Regions from separate parts of the Zea mays genome. Here region 2 is linked to region 1. The links are chromatin contacts, called in public Hi-C maps. All regions are on one chromosome and are shown on one strand. The core of a region is the stretch at or near the end of the contact, and the rest is flanking DNA. Distances in the headings are between cores, read along the strand shown. Region 1 holds the start of LOC109945306 (auxin-responsive protein SAUR50). Region 2 holds the start of LOC100192834.

Evidence for each region. Hi-C and Micro-C count contacts between places; a contact is called where the count stands out from the background.
Region 2: a Hi-C map of tassel shows a contact between it and region 1, with 6 times the contacts expected there. The contact joins the promoter of LOC100192834 here to the promoter of LOC109945306 in region 1. A contact is called at or near these places in 6 of 25 Hi-C or Micro-C datasets (bundle sheath, ear, leaf and 1 more).

The regions. Positions count from the first base shown.
Region 1 is chr3:160,000,741-160,007,782 of Zm-B73-REFERENCE-NAM-5.0, forward strand. LOC109945306 (auxin-responsive protein SAUR50) reads left to right here and starts at 1,425. Exons shown (of 1, transcript XM_020551148.1): 1 at 1,425-2,349. The coding sequence starts at 1,704. The coding sequence ends at 2,165.
Region 2 is chr3:160,191,647-160,198,374 of Zm-B73-REFERENCE-NAM-5.0, forward strand. It overlaps LOC100192834, which reads right to left and starts at 2,054. Exons shown (of 2, transcript NM_001358585.1): 1 at 1-2,054.

The DNA.
Region 1 (7,042 bases), core at 175-2,674:
GAGGCTTCGTATGCCGAGGAATTAAAAGACAAAACAAATGATGTCTTTTCAAGGTTTTGCTTTTCAATGGAGAAGCCTCGCCTCTATTTACGGGAGGACAGAAAAATAAACCAAACAATAACAATATAGAAAAAAATCTTACAATCCTTACAAAGGCCATTCAAAAACCATGAAGCAAGACAGATAAATTCTGCAGGTACTGCAAGGAAGACAATCATATCATTGATTGATGCTGCTACTCCGTTTCATATATGCATTCATAGAGATTGATTTGTCACCTATGATCTCCTCCTCTAAAATGTGGGGCTTTTGCATTGTTATTAGATCGGGTGATGACAGACCTCGCACTTGATTTTCGTTGGAACTGAACCTATTCAAATTAAAATTCAAAGATGACGATCGATGCATGCACATATCTACAGTTGTTGTGGTATGATCTGCAACCGTAGTTTTCACAGAAGCGCCAACCCAAATCTGTATCTGTCTACAGTTGTGTTATTTATTCAACGCAGGCGCTGTATGCAGTCTCGGCACGCTTTCGTGTTCCAAGCTAGCAGGCGCCAGGGCCATCATGCCATGCAGCATGGCTCAAGGGGTTATTTGACAATTCAAACAGAAGCTGCCGGCAGTTATTCCGGCCGCCGCCGGTCACCATGCATTAATAATAATACCTAAATAAAAGGGAGAAGTTTGAAAAAAAAGAAGATGAACAATCGTTTTTCCTTCAGCGGCACGAAGACGGCAGTCTTCCGTTTCGTACATACATACATTAGCGTGTTAGAAAAATCAACAAAGAAGCAGCAATATACGTACAGAGAGGCATTTCAAAATTCATTACGAATTCACAACCAGCTGGAATACTTATCTTTCCTACGATTCTAGGGCACGACGACCGTGTTCCTACACAGGCGGCGGGACCATGTTATTGAGGTGTGTATGTTCTAATTAGTTTAATTCAAAAGCCTAAGCAGCTGCTGACAGAGAAATTAACAGTGTGTGAATTAAATAGAAAAGCATCGTTAGTTCATGTAGCAGGCAGTGCTTCCTCCACATACATGGCATTGGCAAGCAGAGGGGTTGACCACTGGAGATAGCATAGATCTCACACAATTATTGAGCGATGTCTGTGCTCCTTCAACGCCTCCAAAACAAAATGTGCAGCGCAGCACCGTACCCCTGCATACGTACCTGTGCTATTCTCAAATTTCTTATATATATATATATATATATATATATATATATATATATATATATATATATATATATATATATATATATATATATATATATATATATATATATATATATATATATATATATATATATATATATATATATATATGCAAAATTTGTTTTCTCAGCGTACGTCTCTGTTTCCTTCTTCCTATATGGCCTGCTGTGTGTTTGTCCTCCTCCTCTCACACCAAGAAATCAAGAAAATGTGCGTCAAGTAGAGAAGCTGGCTGCCTATAGAGAAGCAGACAGCTAGCTAGATACCTGCTGCTAGTGCCCATTATCCTGCACATCACTATTACCCTGGACTGGAGCATGCATGCATATGCAATAGCAGGCTAGCTGCTGGTTACTGCCCTCCTCCTCGACCGTGTCTCCTTAAGTCCTTATAACCTCACCTCACCTGGCCTCGTCTCAGCTCAGCTCTGTCCGAAGCAGCAGCAGCAGCTTTTCTTGCACTCATCCAGCATATGGCGGCCACGGTGATGACGACAACGACGAGCAAGGCAGGGAGAAAGAGCCTGATCTCAAGAACCCTGCAGCGGTGCAAGTCCGGGCTGAGCGCCGGTGGCGGCGGCTCATGCGGCCGGTCGTCAACATCGTCGCCGCCGGGGTGCTTCTCGGTGTACGTGGGCGCCGAGCGAGAGCGGTTCGTGGTGCGCGCCGAGTGCGCCAACCACCCTCTGTTCCGGCGCCTCCTGGACGACACGGAGCGCGAGTACGGGTACGCGGCGCAGGGCCCGCTCGCGCTGCCCGGCTGCGACGTCGACTCCTTCCTCGACGTGCTGTGGCAGATGGAGCGCGCTGACGGCGCCAACGAGGAGGTCGCCGCGGCCTCCTCGCCGATGTGCGGCCTGCACAGCGGCAGCAAGGGCCGCGCTGCCGGGTACCGGATGCTGTCGTCGCCGCCGATGGTTGGCAGGAGGAGGTGAGAGAGAGCAGAAAGACAAGGATTACCTACTAACAAACACATCATGATTAGTGAGCTAATGGTGCTGTAGGAATTCTGGTACGTAGCGTAGTACTAGTTCTCTACTGCTAATCTGCTATGACGACTAAGTGTCATCCATAGCAGAATCGTTGGCTTTCTGCTCATGATCATACTATGTTCATGCATGTGTATGCTGTGTGTGACTGTGAGCCCTAGCTCATCGATCCAGTTGGATCGATCAACTATAGAAATCGTGGACTCTAAAGTTTAGTCGTCATTTCAATTAGTCTCAGGTAATACAGGTTTCTGTATACACTATATATATATATATATATATATATATATATATATATATATATATATATATATATATATATATATATATATATATATATATATATATATATATATATATATATATATATATATACACACACACACACGGCGGCACTAAAATGCACCTGGGTGCATTCTCTATATTGAATGCACCCACCTGCAATAACACCCCCGAGCACGCCTCGGCCCTCCTGTATGCGCGCCTCCCTGCCCCCCGCCGCCGCGCGCCTCCCTGCCCCCGCCGCCGCGCGCCTCCCTCTCCCCCACCGCCGTCGAGCGCCTCCCTGTCCCCGCGTCGCCGCGTGCCTCCATGTCCCCGCGCCGCCGCGCGCCTCTCTGTCAGCGCGCCTCCCTGTCCCCCGCATTAGGTGTGATTGCAACTGCTGTATATTTCTACCCAAATATCTGTTAAAAAATGTAAACAAAATGATTGTAACTGCTGGTGTGTTGTAATTGCAACTGCTGGTATGGTGTAGATGCAACTGCTGAGTTGCTCTGATGTGATTGCAAGTACTGAATAACTCTGGAAAATTTTGTTAAAAAATATGATTGCAACTGCTGGTCTGGTGTAATTGCAACTGCTGGTCTGGTGTGATTGCAACTTCTATATAACTATGTCCAAAAATCTGTTAAACAAACAATGATTGCAACTGCTGTCTAGTGTAATTGCAACTGCTGGTCTAGTGTGATTGCAACTTCTTTATAACTATGTCCAAAAATCTGTTAAACAAACAATGATTGCAACTGCTGTCTGGTGTAATTGCAACTGCTGGTCTGGTGTGATTGCAACTTCTATATAACTATGTCCAAAAAACTGTTAAACAAATAATGATTGCAACTGATGTCTGGTGTGATTGCAACTGCTTTCTGGTGTAATTGCAACTGCTGGTCTGGTGTGATTGCAACTTCTATATAACTATGTCCAAAAAACTGTTAAACAAATAATGATTGCAACTGATGTCTGGTGTGATTGCAACTGCTTTCTGGTGTAATTGCAACTGCTGGTCTGGTGTGATTGCAACTTTTATATAACTATGTACAAAAATCTCTTAAACAAAACAATGATTGCAACTGTTGGTCTGGTGTAATTGCAACTGCTGGTCTGGTGTGATTGCAACTGCTGGTCTGGTGTGATTGCAACTTATGTGAAGAGGTTGAGCCGTTCGTGGAGAAAGAGGGGCGTGAGCGGGAAAGTGAAAAGGTTCTGTCGGGAGCGTGCGGGAGCGACGAAGATGTGCGAGAGGGACGAAGACGGCCTGAGTGGGACGGTTGGCTCGGACCTGGCGCGTAGGTTCGGCCTGGGTGCATTCTCTATATTGAATGCACCCAGGTGTAATATATAAATACAATATATATATATATATAGTCGAAAGTTCTAACTATATAGGTGCTTGTGGTTAATCGAAATGCCAGCAAGGGAATTAACTTGTGTCATGCTGTTGCCCTTAGCTCTCTTTCTTTCTTTCTTTCTTGTGAAACACATTATAAAACATACAAGTTCACATTAGCTTATCTCTACAATTAACAAACATATACATGCATATTGTACTCTCTCTAAGTAGATTTTGGTATTGACAAAATAACCATATATGTCTTGTTATTAATGAGCATGTCGTCTACCATTAAAAAAAATAGAACCATAAGTCCAAGGACTTGAAAATATATTCCCCCCCTATCGATAAAGCAAACTATATAGAGGTTATCTTTCTCTTGAACACTGGTGAATATATAGGTTCCATCACAAATAACATAATCAGTCAACTCCATAGTTTTGTTCCTCATTGCGAATACAAGTTAAAGAGAAACGCCACAATTTTTTCATGTTACAAATTATAGAGGTTATCAACATATAAGTCCTATAATAGCTCGTCGCATCATCGAAGTGCCCATCTTACACAATGTGGTGTGTTTAAAGATCTGGACATTGTTGAAATTGTCGGGAAGCTCAACGAGAGTTCGATCCAAGCATGCACAGACCACCTAAAGGAGTTGTTTTTGCAATTAGGCCTCCTCAAGAAGCTTTTGAGTTTAAAAGGTCGTGCCTTTTAGGACTTTGTGGTGGAGGTTTATTTGCCTTTTTATTATATTTTGTCTTTGTTGTCTTGGGTGGCTTTCTGCTGTGTACTCCTGTTGTTAGGGTGCTGGTGTTACTGTTGTTGGTAGGGTTGGCCTATTTTTTTCTGTAGCAATCATTTTTTGGTAGTCTTCTTGGGGAGGTTATTGTTTGCCTATTTTGGGTCTTTCTCTTTATCAATATAATCGACACCTCTCCTATTCGGTTCATTTAAAAAAACATTTATTTGCCTACTTGTTCAACATGCATGGTAAAATGTCAGTCCTATTCGGTCCGTTTAAAAAAACATATATTTGCCTACTTGTTCAACATGCACTACCAGAATCGGGCGCTTTGCCGAGTGCCTGAAGCACTCGGCAAACCCTGAAAAACACTAGGCAAAGTCTTTGTCGAGTGTGGCACTCGGCAAAGAGGGCTCGACGAATAGTACATCGGCAAAGGTTTCTTTGTCGAGTACTTTTTATCGAGCACTTGACAAAGACTTTGCTGAGTGCCAGTCGGTACTCGGCAAAGAAAAGCGTCTGTCACGACGCCGAGTGACGGAGACGGCGCCTTTGCCGAGTGTTCTAGGTGACACTCGGCAAAGAAGTTACCTCTTTGCCGAGTGTCTACCGACCTGCACTAGGCAAAGGATCCACCAACGGGTCCCTTTGTCAGGTCCTTTGCCAAGTGCTCTGTGTGGCACTCGGCAAAGCGTGCCTCTTTGCCGAGTGGCAGGGCCACAACACTCGGCAAAGAAGCTATACCGGTGCCCAGGTATTGCTGCTCTACCGAGTGCTATGGCCCTGACACGCGGCAAAGCACCTCTTATGTATCCACATATGCTGCTCACCATATCCCACAAAACCACCTTCTGTATTGGCCACGAGCCCATCTATCTGGTACCGAATTTTGGCACAAGTCATCGTTGCAGGTGGGCAGTCTGTCACTACGACACCTTTCGTAAAGTTCTTGATGTTTAGGCGGAATGGATGGTCAGGAGGGAGAAATTGTCGATGTTTATCGAAGGACGAATATTTGCCACCCTTTTTCAACCAAATGAACCTAAGAGCTTCCTTGCAAACTGGGCATGGGAACTTACCGTGAACACACCAGGCGCAGAATAGCCCATACGCCGGTAAGTCATGCATGGAGTACTGGTACCAAACATGCATTTTGAAGTTTGTCTTCATAGCTCGGTCATACGTCCATACCCCTTCCTCTCAAGCACGTACCAATTCATCGATCAAAGGCTCCATGTACACACCCATTTTATTCCCCGGGTGTCTGGGAATTATCAACGACACAAATATATTCTGCCTTTGAAAGCACACACACCGGGGGGGGGGGGGGGGAATTGATTGGGATAACAAACACGAGCCAACATGTGTACAGGGCAGCGCTCATTCCATAGGATTGAACCCATCTGTGGCCAGTGCAACACGTACATTACGAGCCTCTTTGGCTTTCTCACGATGAATGGCACCAAAGTGTTTCCATCGGATGCGTGCACCATCTTGTCAGGATTGTACCATTTTCTATTTGTATGCCATGTCATATGTTTTGTGGATTCCTCGGTCATGTATAAACGCTGGATCCTTGGTATGAATGAAAGGTGTCATAGGATTGTCAAGGGAATGTCGAGCTGCCTCTTATGTCCATCACCAGAGTCTACCTCCATAAACCTAGATGATTTACACTTGGGACAGTACTTTGCCTCTATGTATTCTTTCCTAAATAGCACGCAACCCTTCGGACAAGCATGTATCTGCTCATACATCATCTTGAGTGCACGAAGGAGTTTATGTGCCTCGTACATGCTCTTTGGCAGAACATGATCCTCCAGAAGCAGGCTCCCAATAACCATCAACAAGCCATCAAATGCGTCTCGACTCATGCTGTACTACGACTTGAACGCCATTACACGCCCAATGGCATCCAGTTGAGAAACCTTATTCTGGCCGTGAAGGGGCTTCTGTGCCGTGTCAAACATATTGTAGAACGCCTTTGTAGTCGGCTCTAGCTCGTCATCCAAACATCCTCCGGCGTACTATGTCTCGTGATAGTCGTTCAACATATCCGCTACCCTCGCATCAGCAGCATAATGCTCGACACGTTATCTCAGCACCTCCTCTCCCGTATGATGCGCTTCACCATGAAAGATCCACTAAGTATAGCCCGACGTAAATCCATTCTTCCAAATATGTTCTACCATGGACTTATTTGATTTTCTTTTTCGGTTATCACATTTGCTGCACGGGAATCATTTGGAACGTAACATGTGTAATACAATGTAACTTTGAATGTAATATATAATCTATTTATAGTTTAATTCTTTACGATGCATGAAATTTTGCATACATACCATTTTTTAAGCCTTCGGCGAAAAAACACCTTCCCTTCTTTTCATGCTTCGTGAAGAAAATCTTTTCTATATCACAAGAATTTGCATACTTCTCTGATGAAGAATATCCAAGCTTCGTGAAATA
Region 2 (6,728 bases), core at 804-3,303, 190 kb after region 1:
TAAAAAAGGAAGACTTCACCCTTCTCGCCCTTGGCCTTTCGGCCCGATCCAGCCACGGCCTGCACGCGCCCGCGTGTGCCCACATCCACACCCAGTGCCGCTGCGCCGTGGGCCCCGCCTGCTAGTAGCTGACCGCGCCCTCATTAAGCCTCCTCCCTCTCACTATTGCATGGACCCCGCTTGCCAACGCGGCGCTCTCGCGCGCGGAGGGCCTCGCCGCTGCCCCACGGACCCCTTCCGTCAATCGTCATGCCAGCCGATACACTGAGTAGGACTGGGCGTTCGCGTTTACTCGAAATTTTGGGTCGGGCTTTTTGGGTTTTTTATATTTCGGGTTTTCAACCGTAGAACCCGTACTCGTACCCGAAATTTTGGGTACCCGCAATTTCAGGTACCCGCAAATTCAGGTTTAGGTTTGGGTATAAGTTCGGGTACCCGTACTTGTATTCAAGGACGATTCCAAAGTCTTCGTCTCTGTCGTTGTGCACTGCCGCCTTTCCTCCGCCTGGGAGTAATTAAAGAACAAGAGGGGGATTTCACGGGGATCCGCCCTGATCTGGGTGGCTCTTTGGTCCACCATGCAGGGAGGGGGCCGGCACGTTCGTACGGTCCAGCGATAGCGACGACGAGCTCGAGTTGGAATTTTGTGAAGAAACTGGAATGAAGTTTCGCATAGCCAGCACTCAGCAGCGAGCTAGTAGTATTAACAATGCTGATCAAGGACTGGTGATATGCTAACGAATGGACCGAGCCAGTGACTGACGGAGGAGGAAGAACTGAGTAGGCTATCAACTGGGTGTGGCCCGTGGGCTGTGCCGCTGTTGGGCTAGCGGCTAGCGCTCGACCTGGCACGTGTTGTCTAATTTCGGGTAGAATGGGTACTTCGGGTACCGCGGGTGAATACCCGATTAGACCCAAACTTAGTTCAGGTATTCCATTTTGTTACACGTTAGAACTGTTCGGGTAACAGGTCTCAGACTAAACGGGTACGGGTTCGAGTATTTTGCGTAACGGACTTCGGGCTCAGGTTTTATGCCCGGTCCTAACGCTGAGCCACGAAACCACATGTCATATTCTTGTTCCCTCCACTCGCGACACGCACCACGTCGCGCGTACCGGGCAACCGCCCACGCCCAGCCCCTATTCAAACCACCCAGCACGTCCAACCGGATTTTTTGAATTTTAGCCCTTTTTTGAACAAATTTCATATTTAGTCTTCTAGATAAAGTATTTCTATTTTTAGACTCTTTGTTCAGCGTCATAGGGCGTGTTCGGCTGGCTGCAAGCCGACACTGTTGCAGCTGTTTGGACTGCTGCAGCTGCAATCCATAGAGAGAAAAATACTGTAGAAGCCGCAGCCGCAGCCGGATTGCAGCCGCAGCAAGCCGCAGCGAACAAGCTGATAGCTTATAGGCCGTGACACCGAGATAACACGACTCGACACCATAGTCCATAAAACTGAGGTATGGCGATGATATGGCCGAGCTCGGCGCCACGATTCACGAGGTTGAGCTCCTGTCTTCTGATTCTAGCGAGATTTTCTTGCATCCTGTTTGCTGCTTCGCCTTTGCACACCGAGCGACCTTTTCTAGGTGAGCTAGATAGCTGTTCGCAAATCTCCTAGGATTTCCAAAATAAATCTTGGCAAATCTATTCGGATTTCCAAAAACAGCTAGGCACTTACTAGGAACCGGCTCTCCCGTCCCGTTGGCTGCTCGCTGCTGCCTCGCCACTAACGCGGTGCGGGCACCAGCCGCGTCCACCGGCGCTGAAGTAGCCACTAACGCGGACGCGGTGCTGGCACCGGCCGCGTACACCGGCGCTGAAGTGCCCTTCTGCTTCCGTAGTCCAGCATCAGCGCGCGAGATCTGGTGGCTGGACGAAGCAGCGATGCCGGCGGCATGGACTCAGACTATCGATCCGCTCCTCCTCGACGTTGAACGTGGCGCTCTCGTCGTCGCGCATCACGAATTCCATGTTGAAGGAGACGGCGGCGTATGCCGACAAGACAAAATGGGTGTGGTGGCTGCGGTCACGGGTATGCGATGGGCGCCAGCGACCATACCGCCGCACAGGTACTTGAGAAAGCTGAAGGACTTCATGACGCGACGCAAACCGGTTGAAATATCCATTAATGATCGACCGTGAACAGTTAAATATTTATTACTACACATTATCTTCTACGAGATAATAGAAATAAATATATATGTCTATGTATTTTTTATTTTAGAAAGTAGACAAAAAAATAGTAGACAACATATCTTCTCACATGTAAGCGGTTGGTGACTGACGCAAATAAGCTGATCCTAGAAAAGCATAGCGTTTTTCCGTAAAGTACAAATTCAGAAGTAAGGAAAACCTACCGGCGGGAGATGGGAGCTCGGCACCATGAATCATGGTGTCGAGCTCAGCCACATAAGCGCCAGGGCCGTTCCTGACCGTTTGGGGGCCTGAGGCGAAACCCAATAGGGAGGCCCTATCTACCCATGTATATATATATATAATTATAAACACATACTTTCTTCATTCTAATTTATAATTTATTTAACTTTTTACCATAAGTTTGATCAGCTCGTCTTATTCAAAAAAATATTTATCATTAATTTTTACTGTAATATCGTTTAGTATATAATATACTTTAAGTATGGCTTCGAATTTTTCATTTTTCGCAAAAACTCTGAATAAGACGAGTCAATCAAACTTGCCACAAAAAAGTCAAACGAATTATAAATGAGGACAATGGAGTATTATTTATCACTATCTTAATGGGCTGATAAAAAATAAAAGCAAATTAAACTAACTAAAAACAAATAAAGGTACCACGAATATCTTTTAGGTAAGCAGGAATTTTACCTTCTAGGCGGGCAGCGTCAGGCAACATGACACGCAAACGGCTGCGGCGCGTGGCCGGACACGTCGGCACAGTGGCAAGAGCAGGCCGATCAGGCGATCACCGATCGCCAAGGCGGGGCCGGGCAGGTGCTAGGCGGAGGCGGCATGACCGCGATCCAACTTCCAGTCCAAAAGAGCAACACGATATTTGTGTAATTGTGTTCGATAAGCAGACGCAGTCATCCAGTGGAAAACGGGCTGACGAGCAAAGCAGGTGTCTATGTTTTTTAGAGGGTGGGGCCCCATGTCTTTGGGGGCCCAGTGCCGTGGCACCCCCGGCAACCCCCCAGGTCCGGCCCTGATAAGCGCCAGTGCGGCACGGGAGTCCAGCGCATCAGTAACCTCGGTGCCTTAGGTCATGGCGTCGTCCCGTGTTATCTTGGCACCAAGGTATATGACGCCGAGCAAAGGGTCTAAAAACGACATTAAGTCGTCAAGGGGTCCAAGTGTGATTTTTTTTTGAAAAAAGTGCTAAATTGCAACAATTTCGGTGATCTCCCCTACATCCCAAGACCACGCCCCACTCTCCCCACGCACTGCCAGTCACCACGCCGCGCTCGAAGTCGCCCCTGCATGTCGGGGCTCCACATGTGCCGATGTGCCCGTTCTACATAGTATCCGGAGCATCGTCGCATCACGATCACATCGCCATGTCACGCTCAAAGAACTGTCGTCATCGTTCGCAGCACCACCTGGTCGAGCTCCACCCCGAGGTGAGAAACTATCGGCCAAACTCCCTCATTCACTCCCTTGTTCTCTTTTTTTCTTTGCACAGTCGCCGGTGCGGGACCACGACCGCAACTGCGTTGTTGTGTCGTGTCCCTCCGACCAACTGCTGGTGCCCGAAGTTCTCCCCATCCTTGTGCCACCACTGGCCATGGTCGTCGTGCCCAGCATTGCACATGAGCGGGAGGTGGACGAAAGCCCCGACATCCAGGGCCCACCTACAATCTCTCCACCCCCTCATGTACACGTGCATGGAGCCGCTGTCTGGTGGACCCCACCGGCAGAAAAGCCACCCCTTCACACACACTAGCGCCTGCGCAGACCCTACCATGTGGGACCCTTGTGTCATTCACTGTCCTCACGCCCCTGTTGGTGACATTGACTGGTGGGCCCGCCCAGTTGCGAGTGCCTTCCGCGCGAGCGCGTTGTCGCGGGATCATCCCCGACTAACCACATGTCTGCACACGATCGCTCCCCAAACCTTGACCCGCCCGATCCCTCGGATCCTCTGCGGCATCAGCCATGTAGCCCATCTTGTGGCAAGCCTCACCCAATGGGCTTTGGCCACGTCGCCCTAGTCACGCCTACACCTGCGAATTTTGCATAAAGGCCATACACCTCCCTAAAATTTTGTGCCTACACACTGAGTCTCAGGAAAATCCTCTACTAGCCCCTGAAAGCTAGGGTTAGTTACATTTTGGTCCTCGAAACTTTGAAACCTCATAACATTCACATAAAACTCCAAATGAAATGGGTCACATTGCATTGTCTTCATTGAAATTTTGTTTACATGTCAGCGACATGATTTTCTCCTATTTTAGTATTTCATTTAATAAAGATTTGCTAGTTTAATTGAACTAATTAGAGCCATGTTTATTGTCAGCGACAAACATTCTAACATGTGTCCTAACTTGGAAAAAATAGCAAGCCCTAGGTGCTAATAACAGGAGCAAATCATTCATTCTTTTCCTAATGCTTGTTGAACCATAAATGTGTGCTAAGTCATAAAATTAGTAGTTGACAAAATATTATTTTAAACTAGGGTTTTACCATGCTCTTCTAGAATTTATTCAAATGTAAGGTTTACTTTTATAATTTAGATTAGATCTAGAGTCTCATTTTTTGTTCATAACTAACACAATAAAAAGAAAGTGTGTGCATTAATTCATCCAAAGCTTATAAAATCCATGGTTATTGCAAAAACCTTTTACCAAACACGAGTGTTCTATTGCATATGCTTGGTGTATAGTTCTTTTACTTTTATCCAAGTGTACTAAATGCATGTTTGTGTCACGTAAACAACGAGTAGTCTGTTGTTTTCGCAAGAGGAGCAGGTGACGATCCTAAGCAGCAGTTTGGTGAAGGCAAGTGTTCTCTGACCTACTTATGTCCTACATCACATGAAAACTAAAAACTTACATTCCCGCACAACATGATCTAACCTAAGGATTAACTAGCTTTCTATTTACCCTATTCTTCTTTACATTTTGGGTTGGGATGTGATGATTAGCATTAATGCTAGTGCTTGAACTTAATCAATGAACATGATGAGATACATTTATTATACGATATTTCTAAGGTTTCATATATGGTTTTGGGAGATCAAGGAGACTCGGCTGCGTCCCGAGTACTTCTCCGTAAGTACCCGTTCGTTGAGTGACAACCCGGGAAAATAATGCGGCCATGGGATGGTATGAGACGTCCTTAGCTAATTAATTAGAGAAAACCAAGGTATAGTTTGCCTAGCCTGTGTGTCGCCAATGGGGGCTATGTAGTACTCTCTCCATCGAGGGTGGTTCGCCCCCTTGGGGAGGTTTACCATACTTACAACACTGGGGAAACCTAATAGGCAAATATATCTTCGGGGGAATCTTTGTAAAGACTACGTAGTGAGACCTTGCTAACTCACGTTAAAAGTGTTTAAGGGTTTGATCCGCCTGAGACAAAAGGGACCATGACTCATAGGTAAAGTGTGCGACCTCTGTAGAGTGTTAAGAAACTAGTATATTAGTTGTGTCATGGTTAAGAGCAGCCTTGGGATACTCTTTGATTTAAGATACAATGGTTACAATTATGATGATCATGTATATATGTACTGATATTTCCTCTATGAGGAGATATCCCATGGGTTGATAATCTTGAGATTAATGTTAAAGCCTAGCTTATATTGATGATAAATACTTGATGAAGTAATAGCAACATGCTAATAGCCTAACTACACATAAAGCTAGTCCACCTCAACCAAATGAGGCATTTGCTGAGTACATTGTTGTATACTCACCCTTGCTTTTCACATAAACACTAGGTTGCTCCCGTTGCAACCACTGCTCAGGCAAAGAAGGCATAGAGGTTGATCCCTAGAAGTTTCAAGACTTCGACGACTTTGAGGACTAGGCTAGAGTTATCCCCTAGTCAGATGTGTGTGGAAGCCTTTTTTAATTAGCTATGTTGCTGCTTAAGCACTTTGATCTCTATGAAGTCTATGACTATGTGGATGTCTTCGACATCAGTTTGTAATTCATTTAAATAATCTTTATGTTATTATGTTATTCGAGCACTCTGCAATGATGAATCGTTTATGTAATCGTTGTGTACGTGACTTTTGATCCTATCACGTACATGGTTCGTATTCAATTTGCCTTCTAAAACCAAGTATGACAAGGCTCCTTCTAAAAATAAAGAAGGAGCTATTTTTTCAAAATGAGCTTGAGATAGAGCTAAAGCTGATGATCCAAGAGTCATACCAAAGAGGGCCTTAGAGCAACTAACAACTAATGACTATTTTGGTGTCATGTCCAAAAGAAAATCTCTACTATATAAAACATCGGTTTTCATGATTCCTACATAAATGGGGATCCGAGTCATGGTTGTTGGCTCCAAACTCACATTCATATCCATGTAGCCAATGAAACACACGTGTTGTAGAGAAAAATGCAATAGGTTGGCAGATTGCACCCGCATAACCCTAAGAATAGGGGACCGTTCTCTGGTCTAATGGTAGCTCTAAACTAGTCCCCAGCAGTTCGATCCCTATTCAGCATTAAGGGGGTCCCTAAACTAAGTGACAAGCTAGTTACATAACTCAGATTTCATGATAACAATAGAAGCAA